Regions from separate parts of the Mus musculus genome. Here all the other regions are linked to region 3. Evidence: chromatin contacts called from public HiChIP or PLAC-seq, Micro-C and promoter capture Hi-C data. All regions are on one chromosome and are shown on one strand. Each heading gives the region's core, a stretch centred on a gene start, on an enhancer-like site or on the middle of the called end of the contact. The rest is flanking DNA. Distances are from core to core; before and after follow the strand shown.

Region 1 (2,700 bases), core at 31-2,530, 740 kb after region 3:
AGCGGACACTGAATCGCCTGAGTGTGTCATCTGTCACCTTGGTAAGGCCAAACATCACACGAGCTAGCTGGGCTTCCTCAGGGTCTGGAAGCTCCCAAAGAGGTATGGCTCGGTTCCAGATCCTCAAGACCTCCTCCCTAACCTCAGCTTCTGGGCCTTCCCTAAGTAGGACACCCTCTTTGGCCCCATCCCCTCGTCCCTCCACACTGGCCTGCAAGTCTTCCCAGCTCCCTTCTGCTAGGCTGGTCATGCAAAGAAAGTGTCCTGTGGTCTTGTCAATGAAGAGGCAGAAGGAAGTGGGAGCGTCCTTTTTCTCATTTTTGATGTCTGAGGACACCACAAAGGGACTTGGTGCTCGAAGGCAGCTGTGGCCATCCTGGAAGGGGATCCCATGTGCACGTAAATACTGGCGGATTTCAGTCGTAGTCACCGGCGACACTGGCATCTCTAAGGCTGGGAGCGCTTCTTTTCTGTACCTTCTGCGGGGAGGGCCTGGCGCCAAGCTTCTGGGCAGGCCCCTCCTACCCACCCACTCGCCACGCAGTGGCAGCAAGATCCGGAGGGGATATGCACGTCGGAGAAGAAGCCACATTCCTAATGGAGTGGGACGCCACTACTGCAAAAGCTTTTGTTGTCTGGTTCAGTGCCTTCACTAAACCAGACCCTAGGAAACCTTCTACAAGGCACTCGCAGAAATCACTCCTACTGGCTTTTCTCTTTATCCCTCCTCAAACTTCTTCACGAACACAGTTCTTACTCCCCTCGGTTGCCTGTGTATTGCTACTTCATCCCTACACACCTACACTGCCCTTTCGCGTCTACGCCTCTCTCTGAGGATTCTCCTATCTCTAGGTCCTTTACGGATTTCTCTCCACCAGCTCACTTCTAGATCCTTCTACGGTCCCTCGATCTAAACGGCTTCTCTGTATCATCTCTTCACGTCTACTACCCCTCTACGGACTCTCCTGGCTAACCTCATCTCTACCGCTTTCTGCATCCCGTCTGAACCCCAACTCCAGGCGCTCCGAGCCCCCAGCGCTCACAGGCACTCTCCACACTGCTGGAGGTCACGCGCTCCGGCCCGGCTTCCTCACTGGCTCCCTTGCTCTGCCCTCCACTTCAAAGCTCCACGCTCCCGCCCCCAGCTTCGCGTCACCACTCTCCTTTCTAGTGTTCTGTCCGCAACGTGGGTCGCCCGCTCGCACGCGCTACTCGCGGTGACTCCGGAAGCAAAACTCTCCAGGGCGCCCATGCCACAACCCCGGAACCGGAAGTCACCGGTTAGTCCCGCCCCCCGGCTCCGCGTCCTGGCTCTCTAACCGTAGCCATGACCGGTCGCGGGACTTCGAGCCGCTTTCTGACCAGCGTCCTCCATAATGGGCTAGGGCGTTACGTGCAGCAGCTGCAGCGCCTCAGCCTCAGCCTCAGCCGGGATGCGCCCTCGTCCCGCGGCGCCAGGTGAGGCACGCGGAAGCGGGAGCGCCGGAAAGGGAGGCGGGGAGCTATGGGGCTGGGTTCGGGCCACCGTACTCACCTTCGCCGGGTCTCGCAGGGAGTTCGTGGAACGCGAGGTGACCGACTTCGCCCGACGGAACCCAGGAGTCGTAGTATACGTGAACCCGCGCCCGTGCGCCATGCCACGAATAGTGGCCGAATACCGTGAGTGGGGCCGAGCTAGGGCGGGGGTGGGCGGCGCGGGATCCCGGCTTGCCCGCTGCGTTCTGTTTGTCTGATTTCCGACCTGGCGCCTTCCACTCATCCCCTCCACGTCCCTCTCCCAGTTAATGGGGCTGTGCGCGAGGAAAACGTCAACAGCAAGTCGGTGGAGGAGATCAAGTCGTTGGTGCAGAAGCTGGCAGACCAGTCCGGCTTGGATGTGATCCGCATCCGCAAGCCCTTCCACACGGACAACCCGAGCATCCAGGGCCAGTGGCACCCCTTCACCAACAAACGGACTGCCCTCCACGGGCTGCGGCCCAGAGAACTCCGGGATTCTGCTCCAGCTTCGATGCAAGCACAGTAAAGAACCAGGCGCTTTGGACCGTGAGAGGGATAGGATTGGTTCCTCTTTTGGATTTCAAGCTCAGGCCGAGTAGGTGGGTGGAGCCTACCAGCCGGGGCGTGGCCTGAGATAAAGAAGAACCTTTTCCTTTGCCCACTTGTAGCTAGGTGCAGTGACCTTGTGAATACCCTAATTCTGATTCAATTGGCCTCCTTGCAAGCTGAGATGTGAGAAGTGTACAACACTTGTACAAGGACCGTGTTTTCTGAAATACGAATAATAATGACTTCAAAACACATGAAAGAGTCTGGAGGCTGTCTTCTGAAGGACACGGGATGCCCTGTTGCTCTTGCTGGTATGGCATTGGGCAAGGCACCTTATATCCGTGTTTGTGTGCAGTTTAGGAAGTTGAAGATGAGCCTGGCGTTGGTAGTGCATAACCTTTAATCCCAGCATTTGGTTGGCAGAGGCAGATGAATCTCTGCGTTTAAGGCCAGCTTGGTCTACAGAGTGAGTTCCAGGACAACCCAGTCTCAAAAACTAAAAATGAAATAAAAAAGAAAAAGAAAACTGAAGTCATTAAGACTATATTTGAAGGGGCTGGTGAGATGGCTCAGCAGGTAAGAGCACCCGACTGCTCTTCCAAAGGTCCTTAGTTCAAGTCCCGGCAACCACATGGTGGCTCACAACCATCTGTA
Region 2 (2,700 bases), core at 123-2,622, 560 kb before region 3:
GGGTCACTGTGTGTCACCAGGTCCACCTCAATCTTGGCCGGTCCCTCATAGTTACAGATCTGAGAATGGCAAAGGATAGTCAGTAGTTGCCCCATACACCATCCCTACCCTCCGGTGTCATCTGAGCTCACCTTGACAGTAGGATAGGTCTTCCGGCCCTTCTCACTGGAGGCACCTGGCAAACCTCCATGGGAGGGGCCTTCACAGCCATATCGAAATCTGAAGCCTCGCTGAAGGTTCCATAGCAGAGACATTGTGATCAGGAGAGGCAACCCCCCCCCCCCCCCCGTCATCCCCACAAGGCAACCACTAGCCATCACTGACCACAGTGACCAAAAGTGTACCTCCTTCTCATAAGCCCCCAACATATCAGCAGCAAGCTATTTAATCTGATCAGTAGGTATAACTACCCTCCCCCCCCCCGCCCCACCTTTTCCCCAAAGGTGAAGCCACCACTCTCTGTCACTCACTCACCTGTTTGGGCTGTTCCACAATCACCAGATAGGGGCCATCAGCTGGAAATAGAGGGGCCTTGCTGAGCCAGGATCTCTGAGACCATCCCTCAGTGGGGCCTCCAGGGGACATGCTCACTCTCCTCTAGGTTCTGAGATACTGCGAGGCCAAAGACTTACTGACCTGTCTCAGGGGCTGGATCCTTAGGCTCCACGATGGAGGGGCTGAATTCAAAATCATCATATTCGGGGATGCCATCCAGGCCCTGCGTTATAGACAGAGAAGGTGGCAGCTGAATCAAGGGTCCCCCCAACCACCCCCTCCCAAGCCCTCTGCAGTCACTCCCTGGACTCCTCCTCAAGCTATGAGGAAGCTCATTTCTGGGCAGGGTTTGCAGACAGCACAGACTGGCAGACTAAGACAATTTGAAGACAGTGCAGAAGTAGGGGAGTGGAGGAGCGTCCAATTGACAAGCAGACACAGAGGGCACCCGCCGCCCTCAGGGTCAGGCAGTGTGACTCACTGGATCGTAGCAATTGTCCATATCTCTGGGCTAGGCCCTGCTGTGTCTTGCGGCTTCGGGCCCCGGTTCAGCTTTCCAGAGTTTCGGACGCCCGCCTAAGGTGAAGAGAGGCGTGGGAGGGGGAAGAGTGAAAGATATCAGGATAGGGGTGGGCAGGGGGAGAGGGATGGGTAGGGGAGGGGGGCTCAGATCTGGGGGAGGGTCCGATCTCCTCCAGCCGCCCGTCCGGGCGTGGCGGGTAAGATCCGGTGGAGGTCGAGATCCGGAGCGGGGCTGGCCCGGGAAAGGGGCAGAAAGTTAGTGCTGCTTAGGAAAGTCCCGAAAATACCAGGGGGAGGCGGAGCCGGAGGGGGCGGGCCTGGAAATGACGCCGGGGCCACGCCCCCGCAGCGGGAGGGGCGGGAGGCCCAGGCGGTTCCTGGTTCCCGGGCAGCCTCTGTAGCCCCTGGGGCTCAGTCGGGGCCTAGCCGCCTCGCCCCCTCTCCGCAGCCTGGAGCAAACTTGGGATTTTCAGCCAGCGTGGAGGACACGGCTGATTCACCCAGGGGCTTTTGTGGGGACATTCCTGCCGTCGGAGGCCCCTTTTCCGAATGGCCCGTAGGCGGGGGTTCTTCCAGTGGGGCCTCCGGGGCTCTGACCAGAGAATATGATTCGGGCCTCAGGGTGTGTGTGGGGGGGAGGAGTTTCCCCCTCCACGGTCTCTAGCGATTCCGTCTTAGCTTCCCGGATTCTCCCGCTGCACCTGCTCCCGGTGGCCGGTCAAACGGGAGCATCCCGCCCTCCCTGGCGACTCCAATCCCAAAGCCAGTGTAACGCGCATGTGTCCGTTGCAGGAATATGCGTTTCAGCCCTAATGTCTTGTGTGCCGGGTGAGTGGTGGCATCATGGCACGTGCAAGTGAACGTTCATCCACACAGGTGAGTCCTTGTACTGCCCAGTGTGGGCACACGTCCGTGCACGTCTGGATGTCCGTGCGCAGGCGCCGGTGCACGGGTGCGCTGTGAGTGCGTGTGCGGGGCTCACACCGGCCGGCTGTGCACAGGCAAGCTAAGGGCAGGCAGACGTGTCGCTGATGTGTAGCAAAGTGTCCTGTTCCTGTGCGCGCTCACTGGAGGTGGCGTCCAGCCCCAGCCTGTCATCTAAAGTCCTCCTTCCCTCCCTCTCCATTCCCTAGACACTCAGGGATCTGAACCCGGCCACTCACCGTGGTGGCGGCTCTGGTTCCGACTTCTTTCCGAGCCCTTCCCCGGACCGGTCGTTGCTCCTCTCCAGCCAAAGGGCTCCAGCCGGGAAAGCCCCTTTCGGCCCCCCGAGGGGGGGAATTCCCGTGACGATCCCGTGCGTCACTCCCCATGCCCTTTTTTATTGGTTGAAAGTTTAACTCCAGGACTCTTGTAGCCAACCCGGAGCAACGCAGGCGCGCCCCTTTCGGGGAAGGCTCGCCCAGGACTGGCCGCGGGGTGTCACCCAGCTCCAGTTCTGCTAGGGACCAGCGAGGCGGGACGACGGACCCAGCGCAGGGCGCGGCTCAGATCTCTGCACTCTTCCAGGCTTGCCCGGGACCGTTACGGAGTCCAGTGGGCCACTTGGCTCTTGCTGTGCCCAGAGGTTGGCTATCTCTGAGACACAGGAAACCGGGTCAGTCCCAACACTCCAGTAACCCTCCCAGAGAGGGACCTCCTAGCTGGGAAGGGGAAGAGGAAGGAGTCAGATCTTGCGGTCAG
Region 3 (2,743 bases), core at 242-2,741:
ATTCTGAAAACTTCATGTTATTTTAATTTAGATTTGGTGAATTTAAGGGTTTTGAGCATGAAGCTGGCACATAGTGTCTGCAGGATTATTATTCTTTAATCATGGCTAGCTATCTAGTAACGTCATAGATTTTCAACAGTCTTTTGTTACCTTGCTTTCCTCCAGTTCTACATAGCTTTTGAACTTTGAGCTGAGGGGGGAGAGAGAAGAGGGAGCTTGAAACATTTTCCTTTCTAGAACTCCAGTGTGAGCTTGTGAGGTAGTCTTTTAGCACTATATAGAGTGGACCCAGGGAGGCCCAAGAACCAGAGGCCCAAGAGTGTGCTGAAATGTGCCGCCTCCTTAGGGTGCGAACCTTTGCGATAGGATGTGCTGTGAAACCTAAGTCAAGGTTGGTTTTGAAGGCTGGGGTGAGGGGCAAAATTGTTACTAGATATTAAGACCGTTTAATGTTCCTTAGCGTTCTGAATCCATCTCATGCCTCAGTGAGAATTACAAGGTTTTATTCAGAGCGTTTCAGAGTTTCATACGGAATCAGGAATTGAACAAGTTGCTTTTTGTTTAATGTTGGCTTTCAATAATCACATGGGATGATCTTCTGGACATAAGTGAAAACATGTCCAGGTCTCTACTGTCATTGCTGTAGGATAAAGTGCTCTGCCATCTTCCATGGTTATGAATATTTATTAATGTTGGAATAACATTTCATTGTTTAGATCACAGCTCAGTTCCTATAGAAAACGAACTGTAAACCTATCTGCAGACCATGCAAGAGGCACAATAAAACTTGAAGTGAATGTGTGCTGTGCTGCTTTTTCTCTGGGTTCTCCCTTTTTTTCCCTCACATCTCTTGATCCCTTAGGTATCCGAAGCTATTTCAGTGTAGGCTGGATTGAAGACAGCCCTGCCCTCCTGCCTTCCACAGCAAAGATTTTTCTCAGAAAAGTACATTTGTTTTTGTTTTTAAGTAAGTTGCTCTGTTTACTACAGGTAAAATTTGTGTGAAGTTGGGGGGGGTGTCACAGAGTTCCTCACTGGAACATGGCTTCATTTCCTTAGATAAAGGAATTTTGGTGGTGGAGGGGGGGGGTGGGTCGCCTAAAGAGGAGGCTGTACTATGAACAGTAGTTGATCTCCACATCTGAGTTTAGGTCTTGGCTGTCAAGCCTCCAGCATGATCAGGAAGCGGGGGGGGGGGGGGGGGGGGGGGGGGTGTGAGTAAAAATGGCTGCTCCGTACCCCAAGTTTACTGAAAAAGGAGATACGAAAGGTTTACACTAACATCTGTATGTATATATCCCCGGGTTGGAAGAAGGGGCTTCAGTGAGTGGACGCTAACTTTAAGCCCTCGTGGAGATTTCTTCTGGGGCCTTGTTACCTGTCCTCGTGGAAGAGGCGACGACTGCTCCTCCCTGCTTCGTGTGGCGAGCGCGGCTCCTTTAATGGGCGGGACCGGAACTGGCTGAGGCGGGGGGCGGGGCGCTCACGGCCGTTTCAGCATGGCGGCCGGCGCGGCGGCTGCTTTAGCGTTCTTGAACCAAGAGAGCCGAGCCCGAGCTGGGGGCGTCGGGGGCCTGAGGGTCCCGGCCCCGGTCACAATGGACAGTTTCTTCTTCGGTATTGAACGCGGGAGTGGCAGAGTGGTACGGGGCGGGTGAGGCGTGGCCGAGGAAGGCGGCCGGGCGCCGCTGTGGCCGGGCGCAGCTGTGGGCCGAGGGCTCCTCGCTCGCTCGCCCTAACCGGTTCTTCCCGAGTGGGATGCCCGTCCACGTGTTCTGGGCGAGCAAGCGGCCGGTTCCCCCCCCGCCGCCGCGGCACATGGCCGGGTGGAGGGGACAGCGGAGTTTGTGGAGCGTCCTCGCGCGCTGTCCCCTCCACGCGTGTACCCAGGCGACACTCGCTGGCTCTTGCAGGTTGTGAGCTCTCCGGCCACACCCGCTCCTTCACTTTCAAGGTTGAGGAGGAGGATGACACGGAGCACGTGCTGGCGTTGAACATGGTAAGGGGCCGCAGAGGGAGTTGGAGATGCGGGGGGCTAGCCGACACTCCGCCTGTCGCCCCTCTCCTCCACCCTCTGGTCCCCGCATCCGGTGCCACTGGGACTAGGCCGATTTTGGGGTAAGACGCCTTGGCTTTGGTGTCAGCCCTCCCTCACTTGAGACGCTGAGGTTCTGCCTGCCTTTCAGCTGTGCCTTACCGAGGGGGCCACGGACGAGTGTAATGTGGTGGAAGTTGTGGCCCGGGATCACGACAATCAGGAGATTGCAGTTCCTGTGGCCAACCTCAGGTTGTCTTGCCAGCCCATGGTGAGTTGGAGCCGTTCATTCCTCTCGGAGTCTGGTGGGACTGAGAACTTCGGTATTGATCTCCAAGTGGGTGGGCCAGCACGGCTCAGCCCGTCATTCTTGTCTTCCAGCTCAGTGTGGATGATTTCCAACTCCAACCACCTGTCACCTTCCGCCTGAAGTCCGGTTCTGGCCCAGTTCGGATCACTGGCCGGCATCAGATCGGTGAGAAGAGTGGGCCCTCTCCACTCCCGACTTACCCCAGTCTCATCTCCTAGTGTGTCCTGCATCTCAGGCTATGGTTCCAGTATTCTGTGCCTCCCACTGCCTCCTTCAGGCCTGGGAACTTGCTGTACCCTGCCTGCCCCAGGGGTCCAACTCCAGCGAGGTGGGTGGGCTCTTTTCCATCTAGACTTGGGGACTCTGGGAGATGAGGTTCCCTGTCAGCCTAGCAGCTG
Region 4 (2,700 bases), core at 6-2,505, 650 kb before region 3:
CGGCGAGGTCTAACTCCGCGCCTGCGCACGAGGCTCCGTCCGCCCAAGCCGGAGCCTTCAAGACGTCGGCCAGAGGATGCTGTGGGACCGCGGGGAGCTCCAAGGGGCGGGGCGTCAGCGTGCCCTTTCCTGACACCTATTGGCTAGTGTCTTTGCCAGTCACAAGTGGGGAAGGCGTGACTTGACAATAGACTCCGCCTCCCTGCCCCTGGGTTGGGAGCGTCCCAAGGATCTTGGCCTCCCCCTAGTGTTAGGAGGAACCCAGTTTAGAACAGAGACTTGGTACCTTGAGGCGCCAGGGTCCTATGAAAGCTCTACACAACTACTAAGAAGCGCTTAATATTGTTTTACTAATACACAATTTTAAGATAAGCTTGACAACTAATTCATTAGACAGTATGTCATTATTATTAATGTTACAACTCTAATATTTCTTGGAACTATTGACAAAAAGGGTAACTCGAAATGTGCCTGGGGAAAATGCCTGGCTGTTTTAAAAAAAATTTACCTATTCTTTCTCTTCGCCTGGATGTTGTCATCCATCAAGGTCAAGAAAAATAATAAAACAATTTCTAAACCTTTAGATGATATTTTAGGCCCGTGGTTTTGTGGCATCCAACGTACAGGTATTTTTTTATAACCTCCATTGGCTTTTGCTTCATGGGTTTTGTCTTGTTTTGCTTTTTGTTTCATTTTTTTGTTTTTCGGGACAGGGTTTTTCTCTATAGCCCCTCGCTGTCCTGGAACTCTGTAAACCAGACTAGCCTCGAAAGAGGTGGGATTAAAGGCTTCCAGCACCACTCCCGGTGCTGCTGGGATATGTGTTGGGCAAGCATTCTACCACTGAGCGACAGATGTTTATTAATGGTTTGTATTGCCCAAGTGAAGGAATGGCTGAGAGATAGAACTACTCTGTAAAATTCAACCGCCCCTGAAGTACTGACAAATCCAAACCCAACTACTCACAAGTACTTCAGACTCCAAAATTTAAGAGTGTACTGGAAACCCCTTCGAAGGGATCTCAAATCCAGTCATGCAAGATAATCATCAACACTGTGGCTCTTTAATCTACAAACACTACAGACCCCACCATGTGTAGGAAATACACTGTCCAATCTCCTAAATCCGATCGGGCTGGGACCCGGTTTGGAGCGCAAGCCCTGGGGCAAAGAATGCTGGGGATTGTAGTTCCTCCGAGGCGAGGTCGGGCGGCTCCCTGGATGCCCAGTACCGGCGACTAGACTGCGCATGCGTGTCAGTGGCGTTTGCTGCGGACCGGGCTGGCAGTTCCTTCCTCGGAGGGAAAGATTCCTCTGCCATGGAGTCCTACGATGTGATCGCCAACCAGCCTGTTGTGATCGACAACGTGAGTAGCATCTTTCCTATCTTTAAAGGGACTGTGTTCTCCTCCAGGAAGGATTGTTTCCGCGGTTTCAGCCTAGGCCGCCAGCTCTTTGTCACTGGCTCGGCCTGTCAGGCGGGTTCAGCTGCCGCCGCCCGCGTCCTCCTCACATCCATAGTTTGAAGGCAGGGCGGCCAGCCAACATCCGTGTAATGGAGAATTTGAGGGTAGACAAAGGAAAGAGCTGTAGCCCGGGAAGGGTCCGTGGACCCTTGGCTCAGGGGGCCTTAACCGTTCTCTTAGAGCCCGACACCCGCCTTCGCTCTGGTTTTCCATCACTCAATTGGCTACTCTTGCTGTCTATCTTAGCCTATTGGTCCCGCCTTTGGGCCTTGCCGGATTAGAACAGCACTCCGCAGTCATTGGCTCCGGCGCTTGTCGCTCTTCCGGTCGCCATAGTGTTTCCCTTCTGTAAGGGGCGGTGCCGTGCAGTAGAGCTGTAGGGATTGGCTCGGCAACTCAGGGTGCGGAAGGCGATGGCTGGTCCACCGGTGAAAAAGGACAGTTTCCTTGGGTGTGAGCTGGAGGGGCAATTTAGTGAACTGTATCTGGGTGGGGCCGGACAAACCGGTACCAGAAATGGCCATGGGATTTCAGTTATTTTTGTGATTATAAATTATAGTTAGTCAAGGTAAAGAAGAAAGGGGGGTGACAAAGCAGGCGAGATGCTTTGATGTTTGCAGTGCCCAGGTGAGAGGCAGGGGGATTATCAGACACAGTGGTTGTCAGGTGCGCTAGCGTTTCCAGGACGCTTTGCACCAACATGCAAGTCGAAGCCTCCCAAAAAGTGAATGGTTAAGGAGGAAGTTTGCCCCTCTTTTCACAGTACGAACACGGAAGGTGGAGGTGACCAAGGTCATACAGCAATGGTGCCCCACAACTTCATCGCCTTATCTAAATGGCAATCCTTTGCTAAGCACCGCTCCACACATGCATCGATAAAGACAAATAGAAAGAACTTAAGTATTGCTTTTATGAGGAGGGACATTTGTCTTAATTTCTGAGTTTCACTCAAAGGTTTGGTCCCTCCCACACTGGTTAGAATCTTCCTACTTTCTGGGTCCCTCCCCTGAGGCAAACTACCAGTTCCCTCTGACCTAGGCTGACCTTTTCAGAGTCACTGTGATGTTCCGGCCCTCTGGGACCTGGACATGCCACTAGGTCCTTTTCTTTGTGTCGTAGGTGGATAGAGGTTGCTTTCTCCTGTTTATGCAGGAACAGGAGGATTGGGGAGGTTTTTCAAACCACCCACTTTAGGAGTTAAGGATCCAAGACTCACAAAAAAGATCCAAGACTCA
Region 5 (2,700 bases), core at 48-2,547, 770 kb after region 3:
GCTTTGCCATTGTTGTTCAGCACTCTCCTTATGGAGAGTGTGATCTTTTGGCCACGTGGTACTTCCTTAGTAGCGACTGACACCTATCCAACAATGCTGTAATCTTACTGTGCCCCAGAAGCCTGTTTTGCCAGTTAAAGTTTTCCAGAATCCTAGCCACTTGTCTTGGAGTTAGATCCAAAGCTGGACCTTCTGGTTTGCCTTCTCCTGATTTCCAGGCCTGGTTAGCTAGAAGGAAGTGTCAGAACATGTCTGCAGATGCTGGGAAACCATCCACCACCGTCAAGCATGCTGGGTGATTAAAACTGTGTCTGAGTGCAGGATGGCCTCAAAATCTGTGATCCTCCTGCCTCTGCCTCCCATGTGCTGGGATCATCGGTATTAGTGATTGCACCAGGCCAACATGCATGGTTTATTTATTTAACATATTTTTGGCAGCAGGAACAGGGAAGTATCCAGAGTTCCCAGAGTCTGAAGGTACAATACTCTCCAGCTATCACTGTTGGAAGATAAGACCTGATTTACAAGTAAGCACACCCACAGATGGCTGCTTCTGGTCAATTTTCTTTTAAAAATTAACTATTTTATGTGCATGGGTGTTTTGCCTGTAAAGGCTAGAAGAGGGCATAGGAGGCTTTGGAACTAGAGTTACATTCGTTAGCCATCACATGGGTGATGGGCTTTGAACCCAGAGCCTCTGGAAGAGCAATCTCCAGTTAACTGTTGATCTTCTCCAGCTCCATTAAATTTGTCTTTGAGACAGGGTTTCTCCATGTAGCCCTGGCTGTCCTTGAACTCAGAGCTCTGCCTGCCTCTGCCTCCTCCGTGCTGGGATAAAGGTGATTACAATCTTAGTCTCCATCTTGCCTCCCTTTGTTCTGTTCATGTTGCATGCCAGGCATTGTGCTGAGTTACTGCCATGTATGTGAATCCTCACAAAACATGAAATAGAGTTATTCCTTTCAATAGAAGAAACTCAGATGCCAACAAAGGTCAAATGGCCAGTATGGTGAACCTTGGGACCTGAGGCCAAGCCTAGGTCTTTTCCTCAAACACCGCGACTATCCCTAGTATTTGCACCTGTCTACTTCTACCTGGGCTGTCAGCATCCATCTTTCCAACCTAGTTTACCCTAAAGGAGAAAACAGCTGCAGCACTGGGGGCCTGGCAACTATGCCTAAGCCTTCTATGAGGTACTAGGTTTGTTATGAGTGTCAGCCTTTCCACAGCTGGCATGTCATAAACCCACCTGCCAGGTCACAAGTGGCTCTGCACTGTATGGCATCACCTTTCTTGATTCTGGGTTCTAGAATTTTAGAGACACCCAGATGAAGGGTATTTCTTCCTCTCCTGTTTCCCCCGATACCATCAGGTAAGAGCCATGATTTTGTGTTGTTCACCACCAAACCCTAACACGTAGGTAGGCAAGAGCAGCCAAACGGATGTGCAGGATGAGCTAAGAATGAGATTATTAAATTCCTGACTGCAATCCAGGAGTGGTGGCGCACGCCTTTAATCCCAGCATTTTGGAAGCAGAGGCAGGCGGATTTCTGAGTTTGAGGCCAGCCTGGTCTACAAAGTGAGTTAGTTCCAGGACAGCCAGGGCTATACAGAGAAACCCTACCTCAAAAACCAAAAAAAAAAAAAAAAAAAAAAAAAAACCCAAAACAAAAAACAAAAAACCCTGCCTGTAAAGCACACAGCACATTATTAATTGGGTTTTGTAAACATAAACTGTGGAGAGCTGTGCCCGTTTCCGTTTCCCACAGATTAAAAGAAGGCATCAAGCTAAAAACAAGTTTGTTTGTTTTTTTAAGATTTATTATTATATGTAAGTACTCTGTAGCTGTCTTCAGACACACCAGAAGAGGGCATCAGACCCCATTACGATGGTTGTGAGCTACCATGTGGTTGCTGGGATTTGAACTCAGGACCTTTGGAAGAACAGTCAGTGCTTTTAACCACTGAGCCATTTCTCCAGCCCCCTAAAAACAAGTTTAAAGCAGGGTATTTTAGATACTCAACCACCTCTACTACTCAATCAAAAGTTGCCAGACACGTTTAAGCTGAGAAAAAAGTTTTAATAACACATACACATACATTCAGAAGACTTTAAACAAGACAGTATAAAATTTTAAAGGAAAAAAAAAAACCAAACCACAACACATTGCATTTACTGCCTAAGAGCTAGTAGATTAACTGGCTGACAAGAATGCCCCGGGGAAACTGAGGCACAGATGAGGTGCGCCTGCACCATAGAGTAGGCATAGCCACGAGATGGGATTGTGCTGACTCACGCCCCCACCACCTGTAGCAGACCCTTGCCTCCTGAGAGACAAGCCAAGAAAGTTCTCCAACCCAGCCGCTTGGCGATGAGTCAGTTTGTAAATGGAAAAACACTCCTGGTTTCAAGACTCCACACATTACTGTCCCCACCAACTGTGTCTGTTCTGATTGGGGGGAAAGGGGAAGAAAACAAAACAAAACAAAAAGCCAAACAAACAAAAAACAGAGCCTGGGTGGTAACTTATCTATCATTACTGGGGATATATATATATATTTCACTTTTCTTTTTTTTTTTTTTTTTGTGAAGTCGAAGCAAGCTATTACTTGCATTAAAAAAAAAAAAAAGCCAACCTTCTGAAAGGTGACAAAGGCACCGTTGCCATCAGGACAGAGACAAAACAATGCACAACACTG

The links. Promoter capture Hi-C pulls out the DNA fragments that hold promoters and counts their contacts. A called contact is a pair of places that touch in the nucleus more often than the background predicts. HiChIP or PLAC-seq counts read pairs in DNA pulled down with a chosen protein or histone mark.
Region 1: a contact with region 3 is called in a promoter capture Hi-C map of stem cell-derived epiblast-like cells, with 2.6 times the contacts expected there. The contact joins the promoter of Mrpl43 here to the promoter of Npm3 in region 3. A contact is called at or near these places in 7 of 39 promoter capture datasets (3T3-L1-derived adipocytes, embryonic stem cells, hematopoietic stem and progenitor cells and 3 more), 2 of 484 Hi-C or Micro-C datasets (embryonic stem cells and nephron progenitors) and 3 of 115 datasets of contacts at active chromatin or transcription factors (the NIH/3T3 cell line, cardiomyocytes and pancreatic cancer cells).
Region 2: a contact with region 3 is called in a Micro-C map of embryonic stem cells, with 2.9 times the contacts expected there. The contact joins the promoter of 4833438C02Rik here to the promoter of Npm3 in region 3. A contact is called at or near these places in 1 of 39 promoter capture datasets (pre-B cells), 7 of 484 Hi-C or Micro-C datasets (effector CD8 T cells, embryonic stem cells and regulatory T cells) and 6 of 115 datasets of contacts at active chromatin or transcription factors (astrocytes, effector CD8 T cells, embryonic forebrain and 3 more).
Region 4: a contact with region 3 is called in an HNF4G HiChIP or PLAC-seq map of pancreatic cancer cells. The contact joins the promoter of Actr1a here to the promoter of Npm3 in region 3. A contact is called at or near these places in 1 of 39 promoter capture datasets (cranial neural crest) and 1 of 115 datasets of contacts at active chromatin or transcription factors (pancreatic cancer cells).
Region 5: an HNF4G HiChIP or PLAC-seq map of pancreatic cancer cells shows a contact between it and region 3. The contact joins the promoter of 4930414N06Rik here to the promoter of Npm3 in region 3. A contact is called at or near these places in 1 of 39 promoter capture datasets (pre-B cells), 1 of 484 Hi-C or Micro-C datasets (nephron progenitors) and 1 of 115 datasets of contacts at active chromatin or transcription factors (pancreatic cancer cells).

The regions. Positions count from the first base shown.
Region 1 is chr19:45,005,022-45,007,721 of GRCm38.p6, reverse strand. Mrpl43 (mitochondrial ribosomal protein L43) reads left to right here and starts at 1,280. Exons shown (of 3, transcript NM_053164.3): 1 at 1,280-1,458; 2 at 1,553-1,659; 3 at 1,782-2,700. The coding sequence starts at 1,328. The coding sequence ends at 2,023. Twnk (twinkle mtDNA helicase) reads right to left here and starts at 1,164. Exons shown (of 5, transcript NM_153796.4): 1 at 1-1,164. The coding sequence starts at 592.
Region 2 is chr19:46,304,301-46,307,000 of GRCm38.p6, reverse strand. 4833438C02Rik (RIKEN cDNA 4833438C02 gene) reads left to right here and starts at 1,372. Exons shown (of 3, transcript NR_152248.1): 1 at 1,372-1,639; 2 at 1,810-1,893; 3 at 2,151-2,700. It overlaps Nfkb2 (nuclear factor of kappa light polypeptide gene enhancer in B cells 2, p49/p100), which reads right to left and starts at 1,306. Exons shown (of 22, transcript NM_019408.3): 1 at 977-1,306; 2 at 637-718; 3 at 475-515; 4 at 132-230; 5 at 1-59. The coding sequence starts at 997.
Region 3 is chr19:45,748,313-45,751,055 of GRCm38.p6, reverse strand. It overlaps Npm3 (nucleoplasmin 3), which reads left to right and starts at 1,491. Exons shown (of 6, transcript NM_008723.2): 1 at 1,491-1,617; 2 at 1,914-1,999; 3 at 2,187-2,306; 4 at 2,417-2,510. The coding sequence starts at 1,500. Oga (O-GlcNAcase) reads left to right here. Exons shown (of 16, transcript NM_023799.4): 16 at 1-801.
Region 4 is chr19:46,394,296-46,396,995 of GRCm38.p6, reverse strand. It overlaps Actr1a (ARP1 actin-related protein 1A, centractin alpha), which reads left to right and starts at 1,255. Exons shown (of 11, transcript NM_016860.2): 1 at 1,255-1,366. The coding sequence starts at 1,319. It overlaps Sufu (SUFU negative regulator of hedgehog signaling), which reads right to left and starts at 100. Exons shown (of 12, transcript NM_001025391.2): 1 at 1-100.
Region 5 is chr19:44,983,147-44,985,846 of GRCm38.p6, reverse strand. It overlaps 4930414N06Rik (RIKEN cDNA 4930414N06 gene), which reads left to right and starts at 1,297. Exons shown (of 3, transcript NR_040294.1): 1 at 1,297-1,372. Slf2 (SMC5-SMC6 complex localization factor 2) reads right to left here. Exons shown (of 20, transcript NM_001081225.2): 20 at 2,061-2,700.